Linked DNA regions of Ovis aries: region 2 is linked to region 1. The links are chromatin contacts, called in public Hi-C maps. All regions are on one chromosome and are shown on one strand. Each heading gives the region's core, a stretch centred on a gene start, on an enhancer-like site or on the middle of the called end of the contact. The rest is flanking DNA. Distances are from core to core; before and after follow the strand shown. Region 1 overlaps AGAP1 (ArfGAP with GTPase domain, ankyrin repeat and PH domain 1). Region 2 overlaps AGAP1 (ArfGAP with GTPase domain, ankyrin repeat and PH domain 1).

What was found. Hi-C and Micro-C count contacts between places; a contact is called where the count stands out from the background.
Region 2: a Hi-C map of mixed tissues shows a contact between it and region 1, with 3 times the contacts expected there. The contact joins two enhancer-like sites. A contact is called at or near these places in 6 of 16 Hi-C or Micro-C datasets (hypothalamus, mixed tissues, muscle and 3 more).

What each region holds. Positions count from the first base shown.
Region 1 is chr1:5,482,949-5,485,915 of ARS-UI_Ramb_v3.0, reverse strand. The region is part of intron 1 of AGAP1 (ArfGAP with GTPase domain, ankyrin repeat and PH domain 1); the gene reads left to right. LOC121818811 (a long non-coding RNA gene) reads left to right here. Exons shown (of 3, transcript XR_009600460.1): 3 at 1-2,967. Among named protein-coding and RNA genes, the nearest start is that of AGAP1, 150 kb to the left of the region's middle. Within about 2 kb of position 1,400, at least 5 of the 54 cell types and tissues checked have an H3K27ac peak or open chromatin away from gene starts, as enhancers often do.
Region 2 is chr1:5,531,735-5,534,701 of ARS-UI_Ramb_v3.0, reverse strand. The region is part of intron 1 of AGAP1 (ArfGAP with GTPase domain, ankyrin repeat and PH domain 1); the gene reads left to right. It overlaps LOC121818811 (a long non-coding RNA gene), which reads left to right. Exons shown (of 3, transcript XR_009600460.1): 3 at 1-2,967. Among named protein-coding and RNA genes, the nearest start is that of AGAP1, 99 kb to the left of the region's middle. Within about 2 kb of position 1,546, at least 12 of the 54 cell types and tissues checked have an H3K27ac peak or open chromatin away from gene starts, as enhancers often do.

The DNA of each region.
Region 1 (2,967 bases), core at 151-2,650:
GTGTGCTGGTGGCTTTCCTTGACTTCCACCTCAAGTGCTAAATCTCCTCGGGCATAAACTTTTGTAATTCCAGAGAACAGTCTTCCTGAGAAGAAGGCCTTTGGTATGAACATTCTCCTGCCTTGCGTCACTTTAAAGAAAAAAATGTTTTTTGCACCCAGAAATGTCCAGTGACAGCTGTTGTTTCCTGGAGATTCCGGGACACTTTGGGTACAGAGAGGCGGTGTTTGCAGAGTGGCCACCTCTGTGGGCCCACTGCAGCCTCCCAGGCCTTCCCTGAATGTGCCATTTGAAAAGTGATGAAAACTTCGGAAATGCCAGGTACTCAGAGCCACAGGATCCTTGAATTGAGTCTAGTGGAGGTCTCATCAGTAGCCCCTCTTTTCTGAATTACTTCAGGTGTTGTATTTCTTCCTGGGTGTTCTAAGCACCTGGCCCAACAGCCTGCATTTCCTTCTCTTCCCCAGTGGCTCAGCGGTAAAGCATCTGCCTGCAAGGCAGGAGACGTTCAGGAGGCTGTGGTTCGCTCCCAGAGTCAGGAAGATCCCCTGGAGACGGCAAAGGCAACCCACTCCAGTATTCTTGCCTGGAGAATCCCAGGGACGGAGGAGCCTGGCGGACTACAGTCCAGGGGGTTGCAAAGAGTCGGACATGACTGAGCACAGAGCACGCACCCAGCGAGGGCCCAGGGCTGGGCAGGTGGCCCTGCTTGCAGCATCCCAGTGAACTGGCCGACCACCCCCATCCCGGGCTGGCTGGGAACTCCTGGGTGAATCTCCACCCACCCTGTTTTGCATGGTGGGTGTGACTAAGACTCAGGCCCTTGGGGTGGGTGGGGAAGGAGCATCACCTTCCCGGAAACCTCCAAGGAAAGCTTTCTCCAGGTAGCAGACTTTCTCCCCTCTGAACCGCACAGTTCAGTTCAGTTCAGTCCAGTCGCTCAGTCATGTCCGACTCTTTGCGACCCCATGGACTGCAGCACGCCAGGCCTCCCTGTCCATCACCAACTCCCGGAGTTTACTCAGACTCATGTCCATTGAGTCGGTGATGCCATCCAATCCTCTTATCCTCTGTCTCCCCTTTCTCCTCCCGCCTTCAGTCTTTTCGAGCATCAGGGTCTTTTCCAGTGAGTCGGTTCTTCGCATCAGGTGGCCAAAGGATTGGAGCTTCAGCTTCAGCCTCAGTCCTCCTCTCCTCCCTAAAATGAAGCTTCTGCCTCGGGGACACCGCCCCCACCACCAGGCAGTCAGGCTCTGGGCAATCTCTCCTCCTCCCCCCTCCCCCGCCCCGTCGCGTTTGCCTGTTTTCCACCGAAGGAGGGGCAGCTTTTCTCAGGGGGCAGCCACCCCAGATCCGCTGCAGCTGAGGCTTCTTGTGGCCAGGGGAAGAAATGACTCACCCTGTCCTCTGCGCCTTTCTAAACCGCTGGAGACTTCCTAGATACACTCGGAAGGGGCGGGGGCGGCCCCTGTGTGTGGCCTAGTAAACCAGAGCATCCGAGAGGGGGCGGGGCCCGGCGAGTCAGCTGACCTCTGCTGGTGCTTGTGACATAATGGGGGTCCTGCTGCTCCCCCCGCCCCCAACTCAGCTGGAATCAGCCCCCTGGATCGATGGCATCAAGCCCTGGGCAGCATTTCTTCAGCAGAGCGCTGATCAAGGCTGGGATTTAAGAGAGAAAGCTGCCGGCCGTGGTCTTCTGGGGGGAGATGGTTGTGTCCATGGCACGTGGCAAGTGTCAGGTCAGAGAAAGTGACTGATACCTTGAAGAGGTGTGCACAGGTGTGTGTGTGTGTGTGTGTGTGCGTGTGTGCGTGTGTGCGTGTGTGTGTGTGTGTGTGTGTGTGTGTGTGTGTGTGTGTGTGTGTAAGGACACAGACACCTGAGCCCGGGCTCCAGTAATGAGAGGAGCTGGCTGATCCTGCAGGATGTGGTGGGGAGGCTCCATACTTCCCAGTCCAGACTGGCAAGCGGTTAGACGTGTTGGGATGAAGGCTTGGATGCTGCAGCCCACACACGTGTGCTCCAAGCCCCGGAGCCAGGACTTCACAGCCATCATCACACCTGATCCTCACATCTGCCCTGTGATTGTCCCCTTATGGCATCAGTGAGGCTGATGTGGAGGCCACATTCCCAAAGTCACACAGAATTTGCACCCCTCAGGAGTCTAGCACCCCAGCTGCTCTGCACTGCAGGGGTCTGCAGGGGGGCGGGTGGGGGCCGTCCGGGCCTGGGGCGCAGGTGCTGAAGGGGCAATGGGCTCTGCAGGTGATGGGACTCTCTGGAGGTCTGGGGCAGCATTGTGCCCCAAAAGTCTGTGATTGCAGCAGAAAAGGTGGTTGCCTAAGAGTGGGCTAAGCCAGCGGCATGGTGTGCCAGGCCTGCCTGCCCAGGGCACCCAGGGGAAGATGGTGAGGATGGGAAATACTTGGGGACGGGGCGGGCACTCCTCATTTGGGGGGGGATATTGGGAGAGGCTGAGGACAGACAGACAGAAGATAGACTCTTGTTTCTGTGTCCCATTAAGTGGGCGATGATTGAGCAGATTCATGGGCCGGCCTGGCCTGAGGCGAGCAGGCGATTGTGATAGACATGCCAACTCTGAGCGGGGGAGAGAACGGTGTGGTCATGAGGCTGGAGAGCCAGCTACTCTGACCACTGTCCTGCACACTTCCTGGGAGGCGTCCGCAGGGAGGCGGTCAGCTCTGATCGCTAGCATGGAGAGGCGGGTGGGGGCCCAGGGCTGCAGTGGGGACCGCAGGACGTGGTGCTCAGCCCTGCCCGCTGCGTGATCGTCTGCACTGGGCCCAGGGCCCCGGCACTTGAGCTTGACCGAGAGCTTCTTGGAGATGTGCAGGGCTGGGTGAGGGCCACGTGCTGCCGGCCCATGAACATGCTGTGAGGCGCATCAGTCCAGCGGCTGGCGGTTGGGGTGAGCGTGGGCAGGGCAGGGGGTCTCAGAGGCACCAG
Region 2 (2,967 bases), core at 297-2,796, 49 kb before region 1:
GCCGTAAACAAGAAGGAAGTCCTGCCTTTCGTGATAACCTGGTGAAACTTGAGGGCGTTGTGCTAATTAAACTAAATCAGATACTACCCAATTTCACTTATATGTGAACTCAGAAAGGTCCATGTGGGAAAAAGACCTTGGAAACAGCGGATTGGTGAGTGCCAGGGCGCAACGGGGGGATATCAGTGAAAGGGAGCAGACTGTGAGACATCAGTTGAGTGAGTTCCGAGCTCTCACGTGTAGCGAGCTGACTTACCAGTGCCGTGCGTGTGTGCTCAGGCGCTTACTCGTGTCCAACTCTTTCGCAACCGCATGGACTGTTGCCCACCAGGCTCCTCTGTCCGTGGGATTCTCCAGGCAAGAATACTGGAGCGGGTTGCCATTCCCTTCTCCAGGGGATCTTCCCCACCCAGGGATAGAACCCAGTGTCCTACGTCTCCTGCATTGCAGGAAGGTTTTGTTTTTTTTTTTTAACCAGTGGGACACCTTAACAGTACTGGGTTATGTGCTTGAAAGCTGTTAAGAGAGTAGATGTTAAATGTTGCTACCAAAAAAGGTAATTTATGTGATGAGGTGAAGTTGTTAACTCACCTACTGTGATAATTGTTTCACAGTATGTACGTGCATCAAATCATCATACTGTCAGCTCTCAACTTACACGTGTTATTTGTCAATTACATCTCAGTTCGGTTCAGTCACTCAGCCGTGTCCCACTCTTTGTGACACCATGGACTGCGGCACGCCAGGCCTCCCTGTCCATCACCAACTCCTGGAGTTTACTCAAACTCAGGTCCGTTGAGTTGGTGATGCCATCCAGCCATCTCATCCTCTGTGGTCCCCTTCTCCTCCTGCCCTCAATCTTTCCTAGCAGCAGGGTCTTTTTTAATGAATCACATCTCAAGGCTGGGAAGAAAGAGAGAAAGCCGGGGACCACTTGCGGGCCTCGCGCCTGCAGGGCCGTTGTGGACTTTCCTCGTTCCCCTTGACCACCCGCTGGCTTGGCTCAGACTGAGGATGGGTTTTCCTCTCAAGTGAGATTGGTTTGCTCTGCTCTCTCGGACCTTCCGGGGAGGGGCATCCATTTTGTGGCTGGCTAGGTCCCTGCACTCAGGCCTGCTTGACCCGAGGCCGGGATGGTTGAGTGGGGAGACCTTCCTGGTCGTTGAGGGCAGTGCCTGGATGCTGGGCACAGAGGTGCAGGGACTACAATGGGCCGCGACCGTGAAGAGAGTCGCTCTGTGTGGCTGAGTCAGGCCAGGCCCTGTTTCCAGTGGAGGTTTGGAAGCAGGCCATCCCTCCCAGACTCTCAGGACTACCAGGCGCAGATCACAGCCACAGCAAACCTCAGGTTGTCGACTTTCAGAGGCGCACAAACAGCCTTCAGGGAGCCCCTACCCCGCCCTGCCTTGGAGTCATTCAGTTACTTATTCAGCAAGTCGAGGTTCAAACCTTTGGTCTCGCGTCAGAAAGCCACGAGAATGGAAATACCCTGTAACGCACTTGGCGGCAAAGCCAGACCGGATGACCTCACACGAGGCGCGCGGGCCTGTCTTTGCCCCCTTGTTGTGGATACTGACGCCTCCCTGCGCCTGCCTCTGGGCTGCTCCTAAGGGTGGGGTGGGGGTGGTGCGTGAGCTTCCTCGCCTCCAGTCTGAAGCACCCTCCCCCGGCCCGGGCCCCAGCCCGCCATATGTCCTGCCTGCAGCCTTGCCATCTCAGCTGGCGGTCATTGCATTTCCCCAGTAGGTTGTTCAGACCCTAAACCCAGGATCATCCATCACACCTCCTCTCTTTTGCTCACTGTCCCCCACTTCCGGTGAAGCTGGCACTCCCCCACCTCGTTGCACCCTCGGCACAGGAAGAGTCAGCCCAGCAGCCCCCCTTCGCCCCCGTCACTCCAGGGCTGTCACAGTGCCCATGGACCAGTCTCTTTGCTTCCACCCCTCCCACCGGGAGACCATCCTCAGGAGCTTCTCAGTGACTCTCGGAATCCAAGTCAGTCGTGTTACTGCAGAGTGTGCGCCTACCACGGCCTCTGTGTCCTCGGGACAAACTCTGCAGAGGCCCTGCCAAGTCGCAGGAGCCAGTCTGCCCTGCGCCTGCCCGTGTATTTTTAATGCGTTCATTTCTGGCTGCGCTGGTCCTTCACTGCTGCCTGTGTGGGCTTTCTCTACTTGCAGCAGGTGGGGGCTACTCTCTGGTTGTGGCGCGTGGCCTTCTCATTGCGGTGGCTTCTCTTGTGGCTTTGGTAGTTGAGACCCGTGGACTTAGCTGCTCCTCAGCCCGTGGGATCTTCCCAGACCAGGGATCAAACCCGTGTCCCCTGCATTGGCAGGTCGCTGCTTAACCCCTGGACCACCAGGGAAGTCCCCTGTGGCTGCTCTTGAGCTCTAAGGATGTTCTTATGGTTACAGAGTGCTTCAGGGCGGGGGTGGGGGTAGGAAGAATCAAAAGGAAAATATTTCGGGACCCGTGGAAGTCCAGTGAAATTCACGTCTCTGCGTCCGAGTGAGTCACAGCCACGTTATTTGCTTACATACCTTCCGGGACCGAGTTTAGACAACGGCGGCAGAGTCGGAGACCTCTGTGACATCCTCGATGGTCTCCTGGCCTGGAAAACCTAAATTGTTTACTCTCTGGTGCCTGGCGGGAGAGGGTTGCCAGCCCCGCCGGGTCGTCTCCGCCCTGGCCGGCCTGCGTCTCCTCCCACGTGCGGACCTCAGGACTGTGGCTCTGGCTGCAGCCTCTGCCTGGAGGGCTCTTCCTCGTGGGTTTCACTTCCTTCAAGTCCTTGCTGAGACCTCGGCCTGCCAGCTGCTCAGCGCTGAGTCCTCTCTCCAGCCCGCGGCCCTGCCGGTTCTCTCTTCCAGCTCGGTCAGCCATCCGACGCTAATGTAAACTTGTTTCTTAACCTGTGCCGCCACGGCTGGAACGTCAGTTCCTCAGGACCCGGGGCCTTTGTCTCTT